2 separate regions of the Mus musculus genome follow, and region 2 is linked to region 1. Evidence: chromatin contacts called from public Micro-C data. All regions are on one chromosome and are shown on one strand. The core of a region is the stretch at or near the end of the contact, and the rest is flanking DNA. Distances in the headings are between cores, read along the strand shown. Region 1 holds the start of Mapk13 (mitogen-activated protein kinase 13). Region 2 overlaps Cpne5 (copine V).

Evidence for each region. A called contact is a pair of places that touch in the nucleus more often than the background predicts.
Region 2: a contact with region 1 is called in a Micro-C map of embryonic stem cells, with 1.7 times the contacts expected there. The contact joins the enhancer-like site here to the promoter of Mapk13 in region 1. A contact is called at or near these places in 1 of 15 datasets of contacts at CTCF or cohesin (embryonic stem cells) and 4 of 484 Hi-C or Micro-C datasets (the N1E-115 cell line, cerebellum and embryonic stem cells).

What each region holds. Positions count from the first base shown.
Region 1 is chr17:28,767,125-28,773,226 of GRCm38.p6, reverse strand. Mapk13 (mitogen-activated protein kinase 13) reads right to left here and starts at 3,910. Exons shown (of 12, transcript NM_011950.2): 1 at 3,699-3,910; 2 at 3,087-3,216; 3 at 2,011-2,069. The coding sequence starts at 3,817.
Region 2 is chr17:29,168,039-29,174,140 of GRCm38.p6, reverse strand. Cpne5 (copine V) reads left to right here. Exons shown (of 21, transcript NM_153166.2): 12 at 741-816; 13 at 4,683-4,736. Among named protein-coding and RNA genes, the nearest start is that of Rab44, 57 kb to the right of the region's middle. Within about 2 kb of position 2,805, at least 104 of the 459 cell types and tissues checked have an H3K27ac peak or open chromatin away from gene starts, as enhancers often do. A contact at or near this core is called in embryonic stem cells, where this site is marked.

The sequences.
Region 1 (6,102 bases), core at 2,661-5,160:
CAAGGCTGGCCTCGAACCCAAAGGGCTCCACCTACCTCTTGAGCGCTGGGATTACATATTTATACTACCTTGCTGTGGACTTTGCTTCTGAAAGCTATTGCTGGACACTGGAAGAATCACTCAGCTTTTAAGAGCACCTGCTAGTTTTCCTAGAGAACCCAAGTTCAATTCCCAGCACCCCCATCAGGCAACTCACAACTGTCTTTGATTTCAGGGGCTCCTTCAAGCATGTGCACATACCAACACACACACATATATGTATACATATATGTGTATGTATATGTATATTTATATATGTGTATATGTATATATGTGTGAGAGTGTGTGCATGTATATGTACATGTATGTGTACATGTGTGTATGTGTAATATACAATATATACAGTTTATCTCACTTTCTCCACCACCTAAATACACTGCCTCTCATAACCTAGTCATGGTACCTGTGTCTGTCCTAATATGTTGGGCTCAAGGTCACAGTCACCACGTCAAGAACAGTGACTCCTCCTGTGTGTCCTTCTGTTGACTCCCAGGTGCCTGCCAGCCCTCCTCTCTCTCCAGTTCTCACCTGCTCACCCTTCCTGCCTTCTCACAGATGTGCCCTCTGGACCAACATCCTTGTATCTTGTCTTACCATGTTTAGTCCCCAGCGTTTAGCCATCACCCATGGAGAGGATGCTAGCCTGGTCTACATCCATGTTCCCCCCTCCTGTGATTTCACAGGCTCTGGAAGAGTCAAGGACCCAAGGTCAAGTTCATTATCTCTTCCTTGAGGTCTCTTCTTCCTACTTATATTCCAGGCAGGGATTGGGACTCCTAGTCACCTGTCCCAACCTCCCTCAGCCACCATGTCCAAACAGATGACATAGCTCTGTCAGCTTGGCTTGAGTGGGCCTCAGGTCTGCCCTGGGGACCCCACACTGTAACTCAGATCAAGGTGTGTGTGTGTGGGGGGGGGCTCTCAGCACTTGTTTCTTCCCAGGGGCTTCTTGCTCTTTTCTCAGAACTGCTGGCCATGCCCTCCAAATCTGACAGACAGTATCAGCACTCTGCTTAAGATTTCCACTCTTGTTGGGCAGTGGTGGCACATGCCTTTAATCCCAGCTCTTGGGAGGCAGAGGCAGTCGGATTTCTGAGTTTGAGGCCAGCCTGGTCTACAGAGTGAGTTCCAGGACAGCCAGGGCTACAAAGAGAAACCCTGTCTGGAAAAAAACAAAACAAAACACCTTCCACTCTTAGTGGGCTGGGGACATAGCTAGGCTGGTAGAGCTCTTGCCAAGCACGCACAAAACCCCGAGATTGATTCTCAGCACCAGTGCCTGGAATCCGAGCTCTTGAGAATCAGAGGCAGGAGGATCAGAAGTTCAAGGGCAATCCTTGTCTACATAGGTAGTTGGGGGCCAGACTGGGCTACAGGAGAGGTCCAATTTAAACACATAAACACACAAGGTACCAAAACACTCCCGCAGCCTCTGTAGCATTGACTAGGATGTGAAGCCTGGCAGAAGCTGCCACTAACACCTGGAATTCTCAGGAACATCCAAACACCCATCCTTGCCCAGGCACCTGCCAGCAAAACCGGACACTTTGACACTTTGTAACAGCCAAACCCCATCAGCCAGATTGTCCGGGCTATCTGATCCTCACTTCCTTCTAGGGGAAAAAAAAACCCTCTAGGTATCATGAAGTCCAAAGTCACACCTGGCCACCAGGAATGGGTGAGGAGAGTCAGTACACACCCTGTGAGGGCCAGCAGCTCTTCTTGGTGCCAGGGTCTGATAACAAGGGTAGGAGCTGTGTAGACAGCTCTGGGGGGGGGGGGCAGGTACCCTACAGCCCTTCCACCCACAGCCAAGGGACCTCTCCAGGGAAGATCTCAATGTAAAAGCAGAGGCACAAGAACTGCTAGGTGGGGGGGGACGGACCCCTTTCTGCGCGGAAGCTACCCTGCCCCAAAGTATTCCCGAGCCAGCCTTAAGATCTGCCAACACCCCAATCCAGCCCGACTCACAAATCATGGAAGCTCCGAAGGGAAGACGCAGGGGTGAAGACATCCAGAAGCCCAATGACCTGGAGAGAGGCCACCAGTGAGGGTGCGCTGCCAACGCCATTCTTCCCTGTCCTGAGGGTCTCAGCCACCCAGGGCCACCATCCAGGTCACCCTCTGCTACGGAAGGTGGCCCCAGCTGGCATGGGAACAGTTTGGGGGCCCAGGCAGAAGAGGACATTTGCCTGGGCTGGAGAGATGGCTGAGAACAAGGTAAGTTTGATCCCAAATTTGGGGTTTGGGGTGAACAGTCCCACTTGTAACTAACAAATCTTGAGGGTCAAGGGGGGAAGAGGAGAGAAGGATGAGAACTCCAGGTCCTTGGGACTCTGGACCTCAGCTCTAGCCTTGGACCCCGGGTCTCTAGCCACATCTGTCAGTCTGTCCAGAGCTAGAGGCAAGTCCCCTCCACCTCGAAGCTGGAGGCCACTGAGGAAAGGTTATCTGAAAGGATTAGGGTTCACGATGTACAAGGCTCTATTTGAAATGGACCCTAGCCCTTCTGCCTGGCCCAGAGCTGGGTCACGGGGTCTGTTTCCATCAGACAGGATGGTCAAATGGTCAGGCACCAGGCTCTGCCTCCCGCCCCTTCCAACCTCAGCTCTGCCGCTGCAGAACCGGGGAAACCTTTCTGTGCCTTGGCATGTGTTACGGAGAGGATTATAAAAGTTAGCCAGCCCCCACCCCCGCATGCATTAAATACTCAGTATTTATTGTTAGACTTAGAGTGGCCAGAATGGAGGCAGCTTTAGCTCAAGTGCCCAGGCTCATCGGACTGGAGTCCTCACAGAACCAATCGCGAAGCTCCCCTGTGCCTACTTCCTCCTCACAATCAAGAAAAGGTTGTGTGTTTTCTGGGAAGCGAGCTGGGCAGGCCCTGGCATCTTCTCATTGGGCTCTCCTTAGAGAGCTGAGAAACCAGGGTGGAGCAGAGGAAGTTCTTTCTCCTGGCCCTGCGCGCACGACCCTGGGCAGGCCCCTCCTGGGCCCCTCTCCCTGCCCTCCGATCCCCGGCACATCCACACCCCGAGGCAGCCTACGTTCTCATGGTGCATGTGCTTCAAGAGCAGAAGCTCGCGGTAAGCGCGCTTGGCAAAGATCTCCGACTGGAAGGGCCGGCTCAGCTTCTTGATGGCCACCTTCTCCCCTGTCCGCTTGTCGATGGCCGAGCTGCGGGGTCACAGGCAGGTGAGGGGGAGGGGCGGCGCAAAGGGCCTAAACTGGAGATCCCTCCAGCCCTGTCCTAGGCCACCCCCATTCTGTGCTCCCCAGGCTGGCCGGAGACCAGCAGAAAGAGAGAGAGAGAGAGAGAGAGAGAGAGAGAGAGAGAGAGAGAGAGTGTGTGTGAGTAGGGGGCGACGCCAAGGAAGGGGCGGCAGAGCAAGGAGAGAAGCAGTTCTTGCTGACAGGATGCAGAGCAGGCCAGGAGTCCCTGCTCTGCGATTTGGCAAGTTCCCCTCTTGGGGCCTCATCTGCAACCGCAGGGATCTGTCCCACGAACTCCGAGATCCCTTTTAAAAAGTTACAGCCTTGGAGAACCAGATTCGCCAGCGACTCAACCCACAGGGGCCCCACTGCCACCGGGCTCACTCGGGGAGGCTGCCGAGGGGTGGCCCGTGGCTCCTCTGATTCCTGGGGTCCCCGGGTCTCACCACACCGCTCCATAGGCCCCGCTGCCGACGTGCGCGGGCGCCAGGTAGGTCTTGGGTAGCTCCCAGGCAGTCTTGTTGATGTCCTGCTTGTAGAAGCCCCTTTTCCGAGTGAGGCTCATCCCGGACCCCGTGGTGGCGGTCCTGCGAGGAGGTTGCGGTGGCTGCCCGCGGGCTCCCGGCCCGGGTGTCCCGCCGCGGTCCCCTCCCGCCCCGCGCCCGCTCCTCCCCCGTGGGGCGGCGCACCTGCCGCCTCGCCCAGGTACGTTCCCGCCCCGGCCCGCCCACCGCTCGCCCGCGCTCCGGACTCCGCCCATCACCGGCGAACGCCCCAGGCCCCACCAGCCACCTGCTGCAGGTGCTGAGGGAGGAGGGGGGTGCCCTGCGGGAAAGGGGTGCCTGCGAGGCTGCCTAGAGACTGTAGGAAGAGTTGGGAATGGGGTTAGGGCGCGGGGGGGGGGGCGCTCAACTTGTTGCTAGTTGGGCTAGTTTAAGAAATATACCCTTCACATGTAAGGCGTGGTGGCTCAGGTCTGTACTCAACACAGGAGATAGAGGCAGAGACAGGAGAATTGCTACGATTTTGAGTCCAGTTCAGTACATAGTTCAATGCCAGACTAGGTGAGACCCTGAGGAAGAAGGGAGAGGAGAGACTAGAGAGGAGAGATACAGAGAATGAACAGAGAAGGAAGAGAGGGATAGAAGAAAGGAGGGAGAGATAGAGAGGGTGGGAAGAGAGGGAAGGGGAGAAGAAGGGAGGAAGGGAGGGAGGAAGGAAGGATAGAGAAATAACGTCATTCTTGACTACGCAGTAAACTGGAGACCAGCATAGGTTACATAGTGAGACCCCACAGAAAGATGGAGAGGTTGTTCAGCAGGTTAGAGACTGCACCGCTCTTGAGGATGACCTGAGTTTGGCTTCCAGCACCCAGGTCATCATGCACATAGTTAAACAAAACAAATAAGCAAATAAATAAACAAAAATAGGCATCGTGGTGCACACGCCTTTAATCCCAGCACTTGGAAGGCAGAGGCAGGTGGATTTCTGAGTTTGAGGCCAGCCTGGTCTACAGAGTTCCAGGACAGCCAAGGCTACACAGAGAAACTCTGTCTCAACACCCCTCCTCCCAGAAAACCCTCCGGAGATCCCCAAACAACAACAACAACACAAGAACCCTACAATTCATGGGGTTCTACATGAGCTCCTGTGACCCCAGGACTCTTGTCTTTTCAGTAAGCAGGACTCTCAGATCCTAAGGCTCAGCGACTGACCAGGGCTCAGACTCTATTCCTCTTCCCCATTTTTCTGAAACAAACTCCAGGCATCCAATCCTTCTTCTCATGAGAGATTTGCTGTCTTACACCCAGAGTCGACGGCTGCTAATTCTACAGTCCCCAGAGTTCACAAAGATTTAAACATCCACCGGAGTTTGTTTGATACTGGTGGTGATGGTTTTGTTTTGTTTTTAGCTTTTTAAGATTAATTTATTTTATGTATATGAGTACACTGTAGCTGTCTTCAGACACACCAGAAGAGGGCATTGGATCCCATTACAGTGGTTGCTGGGAATTGAACTCAGGGCTTCTGGAAGAGCAGATAGTTCTCTTAACCGCTGAGCCATCTCTCCAGCCCGGTGGTGATGTTTTTATTGTTGTTGTTGTTGTTTTCTCGAGCAGGGTTTCTCTGTGTAGCCCTGGCTGTCCTGGAACTCACTTTGTAGACCAGGCTGGCCTCGAACTCAGAAATCCACCTGCCTCTGCTTCTCGAGTGCTGGGATTAAAGGTGTGTGCCACCAAGCCTGGCTGGTGATGGTTTTTTTTTTTTTTTTTTTTTTTTTTTTTTTTTTTTTTTTTTTTTCCATTTTTTATTAGGTATTTAGCTCATTTACATTTCCAATGCTATACCAAAAGTCCCCCTTACCCACCCACCCCCACTCCCCTACCCACCCACTCCCTGGTGATGGTTTTTAAGACAGTATCTCACTATGTACCTTAGCTGGCCTGGGACTTTCTATGTAGACTGGGCTGGTCTTTTACTCATAGATATTGCCCTGATTCTGCCTCCAGAGTAAATGTCTAATTCTGAGTATAGATCTTTGCTTGATTTCTAAGGCCACGTGAATGGCGTTGTCTTGGGTGGTCCCAGGGAGACTTTGTTCTCAATTTCAGTCATGCATGCCCTGGAACATGTCCCACCCTCTCTGGCTTCTCTGTGAAAGGGAAGGGAGCCAGCTTGCTTCATTGGTCAGAGGACAGAGGCTCACAAGAGAGCCATGTGCTAGCTGGGAGACCCATCAAGCTGTCTGCAGACCCCAAACGCAGCCACACGGTCTGCGACCACTGGGGAGAACAACCCCACAGACATGTTCTGGGCGGGGCATCTGTGTGTTACTCATCTTAAGAACAT
Region 2 (6,102 bases), core at 1,556-4,055, 400 kb before region 1:
TTCCAGGACAGCCAGGGCTATACAGAGAAACCCTGTCTCGAAAAACCAAAAAAAAAAAAAAAAACAAACAAACAATTTTTTTAAATGTTATTGAGCTGGGTACAGTGGATGAACCTTTAATCCCAGCACTCAGGAGGCATTGGCAAGTGGAGTTCTAGGCCAGCCTGGTCTACATTAGAATGTTTCAGGACAGCCAGGGCTACGTAGTGAGGCCCTGTTTGGGGAAACTGTCTCAGCAGTGCGGAGCTAATGAATACCTTTAAGCCAGTCACTTGAATTTGACAATTGTTAAATTTTACTGTATCACCTTATCTATATTTTACTAATGCAATTTAAAGGAGATTCCACGGTGGCATTTACCCCTAAATATTTCATTAGAAATGTCTAAAAAAATAAGCACATTTCTGCCACGTAACTCTCAATGCAGTTATCCCACCTGACATTGAACAGTACTTGACTGTCATCCAGAGTCGTTCCCTCTGCAGAGATTGTCCCCAGATGCCTTCTCTTGCTCATTTAAATGAGAATCCAAGCAGACCTGTGGCTCCTTCCTCTGGGACTCCGAATTCTGTCAAGTAGCCTGGCTTTCTTGGTCCACGGCTCCCTTCCCATACTCTGTGACTTGGGGTGGAGGCCCTGGCAGAATGGGGGCGGGGCAGGTCTGGGAGAGGCTGTAGTGGGCGACATCGACATCCATCGGTACCCTGGGCCTCCAGCCTCAGCAGCATCTTCTCTTGCAGCCATGACTTCATTGGGGAGTTCACCACCAGCTACCGGGAGCTGGCACGTGGCCAGAGTCAGTTCAACATCTATGAGGTAAGATGCTCCAGGGGTGGGGTCTCTCCTCATGGGGGTGCTGGGTCAGCAAGGACCCAGGAGCTCTGAGAGGGGTTGGGGCCAGGGATTTCCGGATTGTCTCACAAGGTGGGTTTCATGTTTCCATTTCACAGATCTCCCCACACACCTCATACACCACACACCCAACCATACACCATACCCCCACACAAACACACAGCGCTAAGTCATCTGACTTCCAAGTTCTTGAGTTCCACCCCTTGCAGAACACTTCTGATAGGTCCTTAAGAAAGTCCTGGGTGCGGGCTGGCGAGATGGCTCAGCGGGTAAGAGCACTGACTGCTCTTCTGAAGGTCCTGAGTTCAAATCCCAGCCCCCACAGGGTGGCTCACAACCATCCGTAATGAGATCTGACGCCCACTTCTGGTGTATAATAATGTATAATAATAAATAAATCTTTGGGCCAGAGAAAGCAGGAACTGAACCAGCAGGCCTGACTGGAGCAAGAGGGGTTGACTTGGAGCGAGCAGAGGTCCTAAAATTCAATTCCCAACAACCACATGAAGGCTCACAACCATCTGTACAGCTCTGTATAGCTACAGTGTACTCACATACATAAAAATAAATAAATAAATTTTTATAAAAGTAATTTAATAGCCACTCCCCTCCCCCACACACACACCACCATTCCCCGGCCCTACACACACACCTCCAACACACACCACAGGAAGAGCACCAGGAAGGAAGGGAAAGATGTCTAACAAGCCAAGACCTGAGGTCCCAACTCCAGAGTGGCCCCACGTCTTCAGACAAAGCTTGTGGTCCTCTGGAGGAGTAGCCAGTGCTCTTAACCACTGAACTATCTTTCCGACCTTCATAGTGGTTTTGGGGAAGGAGTCCCCTAGCCCAGGCAAGGCAGACTGTACCTTTCTTTGGGAAGTGGGTGGAGCAGTTATCTCTCTTGGGGTTTGGCTTCCAGTGGCTGTGAAGTCTTGGGTGAAATGGAAATCGGAAGCTGCACAGATGGGGCGGCCGGTTTCCTTCCGTTTCCTCAGACAGCCTCTTTGCAATCAACAAGATACGAGCTGCCTGAGCCAGGGGAAAACCACCTCCGTTTCTGGCGCCCCGCCCCCACCCCCGGGGGGGCAGCTTTGGACCCAAGGGGTGTCACCAGGAGGCCAAGTGGGCCCAGGAAGCCCTTGCTAGAGTCAGGAGTGTGAAAAAGGTCCTCACCAGTCAACACCCCACCTCCAACCCTGAAGCCACCCTGGCGGGACACACTTTTAAAGCAGCTGTTCCTGGGACCCAGCCTCTGCTAAAGAATCACTCAGACGCTGAGCCTCTTCAAGTCCTACTGTCCTTCTGACAGCCCCAGACAAGCCTCCAGTCTCCAACCCCTCCAGTGATCCCCAACAGCACACCCCCCCCCCACCTCCTGAGCTCCCACCATCCTCTGCAGGGTGTGGGGCTTTGCAATAGGATTCTAGTCTCTTCTAACCTCCACAGTGACCAGAATGCTCTGGGTGTGGCTCCGTGTTGCCTTGAAATGAACTTCACCCCACACCCCCACTCTCTAATGTTAAGGCAGATCTCCACTTAAGCTGGCACTGAGTATTAACCTGACCCCATTGTCACCACACCTGAGCCCCACGGGCCTACAGAGGGGAGTGTGCTCCTTCTGTGAAGAGAGGCACGGCTCATGTCTGTCTGGGCCCCGAGCACTGAAGCTGCTGCCTCCCCAAGGACTCTACTGAGTCAATATGGTCCCACTTCTGATCAATATGGTCCCCAGAGGCTTTCTCAAATGTCCCCTCAAGGAAGTCATCACCTTTGCAAGTCTCTACAGGCACACTCTTCTTCCCGAGGTTGTGCCTGGGGCCTTTCCATGACCATGAGACCCTCAGAGGTGGGCCGGTTCATTCTGCATTCCCAGCAGCCTGGTGCACAGGAAACCAGATTTCAGACATGGGGAAAGGTAGCCGCCTAGTGGAGCGGGCCAGTTCCTTGTAGCGTCCCTAGGGGGTGCTGTGGCCCTGTGTGAAGCCTGACAGTCACTTGTAGCTAGAGAGGCTAGGATGAGGGAGGTTCTAGGAAATCCCAGGAGAGCTCAGAGCAGACAGGGTGCTAACTCACTGTCCACTTCGCTCAGATCTGACGCCAACGGTTGCTTTAACATAAAAAAAAAAAAAAAAGAGTAGGTTCAGAGAGCGGAAGTGTGACTGACTACACGTTAATTTAAAGATAATGCCAAAGGCTTCAAAGAAATGTGTCAGGCACGGTTGTGTGTATCTGTGGTCCCCACCACTCAGAAAGCAGAAGCAGGGGAATGTGACCTCAAGGCCAGCCTAGACTACACGGTGAGACCCCTGTCTCAACAATAGAAAGCAAACCAAAATGAGTCTAAGAGGTACTATAAAGAAATCTACACCCCTAAACCGTGTTCTGCTCGCTCCACTCTGCTGCAGGGAACCGTGAAGCAGGGGTCGGAGGTACATTTTGTTCCAAACCCCGAATAAGCTCAGCTGGGTAAACATTAATGTTGAGTCTGCAACTCTGCCCTTCTGCCTGGCAGCCAGGTGGTATTAGAGAAGGCTGCCCCATGGCTAGAGAGGCACTTCTAGGATGTTCAGCATCTCAGACCCAGCCTCAGTCCCCACCTGAGCATGATGCCAGCCCTCCCATTTGAACTTGTCACTCATCCATCACGGGTGACAGCTCTGTACGTATGCACCGCTGGCCTGGAGACAGGTTTCTCTTCCTGTGTCTACCCAGATGGCTGTGTGACTTAAGCAAATCGCCTGGCATCTCTGTGTCCTGGTTCCCTTCGTCTCTGAAGTGGGCATCAATCCTTGTTAGACCGAAGAAACTGCAGTTAAAGACATAGGGAGGGAAGACAGGAAGCTGGTGGCGCACGCCTTTAATCCTAGCACTTGAGAGGCAGAGGCAGATGGTGGATCTCCGAGTTCAAGGCCAGCCTGGTCTACAGAGCAAGTTCCAGGCCAGCCAGAGCTATGTAGGGAATGCCGTCTTGAAAAAACAACAAATAAAAAGACATAGGAAAGATCCCCAAGAGAGGCACGTGGGATATGCCATGTGGGAGAGGGGATAAGAGTTTGAGAACAGCCTGGCTCTGTTGATTGCACACCAGAGAAAGCCCAGATCTCTCGTGTTGAGCCTGGGAACAGAGAGCTCCGTGCAGCATGGCTCACCAGGACAAGGTGGCCCTCCTCCCAGCCCCAGGGCTTCTCCAACACCAGTAACCACAACTACAGCTGGGTCACTGCTCTGAGGCAGCGTCTTGACCTCCCACCCGCTCCCCGAGTGGTGACAACCACCTACAGACTTTACTAGATGTCAGGGGTGAAGGGTGTCACCCACTGTTGTCACTAGTGGGGGGACAGAGACATCCTGAGTCTTTACAGAGCCTACTGTGCGGAGCCTTGTCATGGGACGAGCAGGTTTGGTTTGGAAGCTTCCTACTGTGGGTCAGGGTGGCCCAGAGCCAGGCTCATAGGCTCAGGGCACCCCTGAGTGGGAGCCCCAAGGAGAATGGGGAAGGCAGGACTGCAAATGTGTAGGGGGTAAAAGAGCGGCCCAGCCAGCACAGGCAGGCGTGGGCAGAGTTGTCTTGCAACACCTGGTTGCTCTGGCAGGTTTAAGGGTATTGGGAGACAAAGCTAAAGAAACTGTCTCAGTGTGATGGATACTGGGACTCAGGGTTAATGAGGATGCCCAAGTGCCAGCATCTCACAAAGCCTGGCAAAGCCCTTCCCAAGCTGCGGTCACACCCGTACCCTGCTGGGCTGATGCCCAAGCCACACCCAGGTCTGCTGGGAGCCCCGAAACTGTCCCGACTGCTTTCAAACAGTGGTTACTTTTCCCTACAGGTGATAAATCCAAAAAAGAAAATGAAGAAAAAGAAATACGTGAATTCTGGCACGGTGAGTAGCGCCCCCTGTCGCAATGGAGGGGCATTGCCCTGAGCCAAAAGCCAGGCTGAAGGGCAGGGGTCCCATCTAGGTGAGTGGGTAGCAGAGAACCATCAGCCTCAGGGAATCTCTGCAGGAAGGAAAAGCGGGTGTGCATGTGGGGAATCCCCAGGAACTGGGCACTGTGAGAGGCCACACTGGCATCCACTATCATGGAGAGGAGCAGGGAAGTGACTCAGTCAAGGTTAGACAGCGAAGAGTCATGCAGGAGTCAACTCCACCTTTCATCCTGCGTGGGCAGCAGCAGGCACTGCCGCTGAGTAACTGTTACCACCAGAGACCACTTTGGTCCTTGATTTGTGAGGGCTGGTGGGCTGGACATTCTAACATTCAGCAAATATGTGCTGGGCTCTCAGCAGAACCATACGGGCAAATGACACAGGCAGGAAACGGAAGACCCAGGTCCCTGGTGCTTATAACAGGGGAGGCAGAGGGTTCTTTAGTACCTGCACACACATCAGTGAAATGATTTCAAGAGCTGTGGGGGAAGGTGAAACAGAATGGATCAGATATTGAGAATACATAATAAATATAGAATACAGAATAAATACAGAATAAAGGGACCCAGCCCTCAAAAACAGCATATGCAAAGGCCCTGGGGGCAGCTGTAGATGTGGTTACTGGTGTTGGAGAAGCCCTGGGGCCGGGAGGAGGGCCACCTTGTTCTGGTGAGCCATGCTGCATGACCACACTGCACGGAGCTCTCTGTTCCCATGTTCAACATGAGAGATCTGGGCTTTCTCTGTTGTCTATTCTAGAATGGGTCCGTATATTTGCTATGCAAATGTACCTGGGTTTGTGCCCTCTTTCCCTCCTCTGACCCTTATTCCTGAGAGAGATGTCTCTGTCAGGTAATGTAGTCACTAGGCTCAGAAGAGTTCTCTCCCCGAATCCCATCCTCCTTGGAGCAACCCCACATGTAAAATGGAGCCAGCACTGGGGGTGGTGACAGACCTATGGAAGGTAGGCCTCTGATTGTCCCATACTCCGCTCATGTGTGGGAGAAATGAACCAAGACTCTCCTGTGTACCGCTCCTTCCAATCAAGACTCTTCTGTGTGGGGCTTCTTCACACTCGGGGACTTGGATGCGCTGATGTCCCTGACTGCAGTGTCCCCCAGGTAGAAACAGCATTTGTTTGGGCAGTGCCCTGTGCTCACAGGCCTTCCCCATTCACAATAGAAGCACGCCCAGTCTTTGCCATTAGACCTGGGTAATTCCCCCCCCCCCACCCCAAACACACATCCTAAGTGCCCCAGAGGAGGCAGGACCTCCCCAGAATGGCAGTTCTTTAGATGTGCAACCAAAATGAAAAAGGT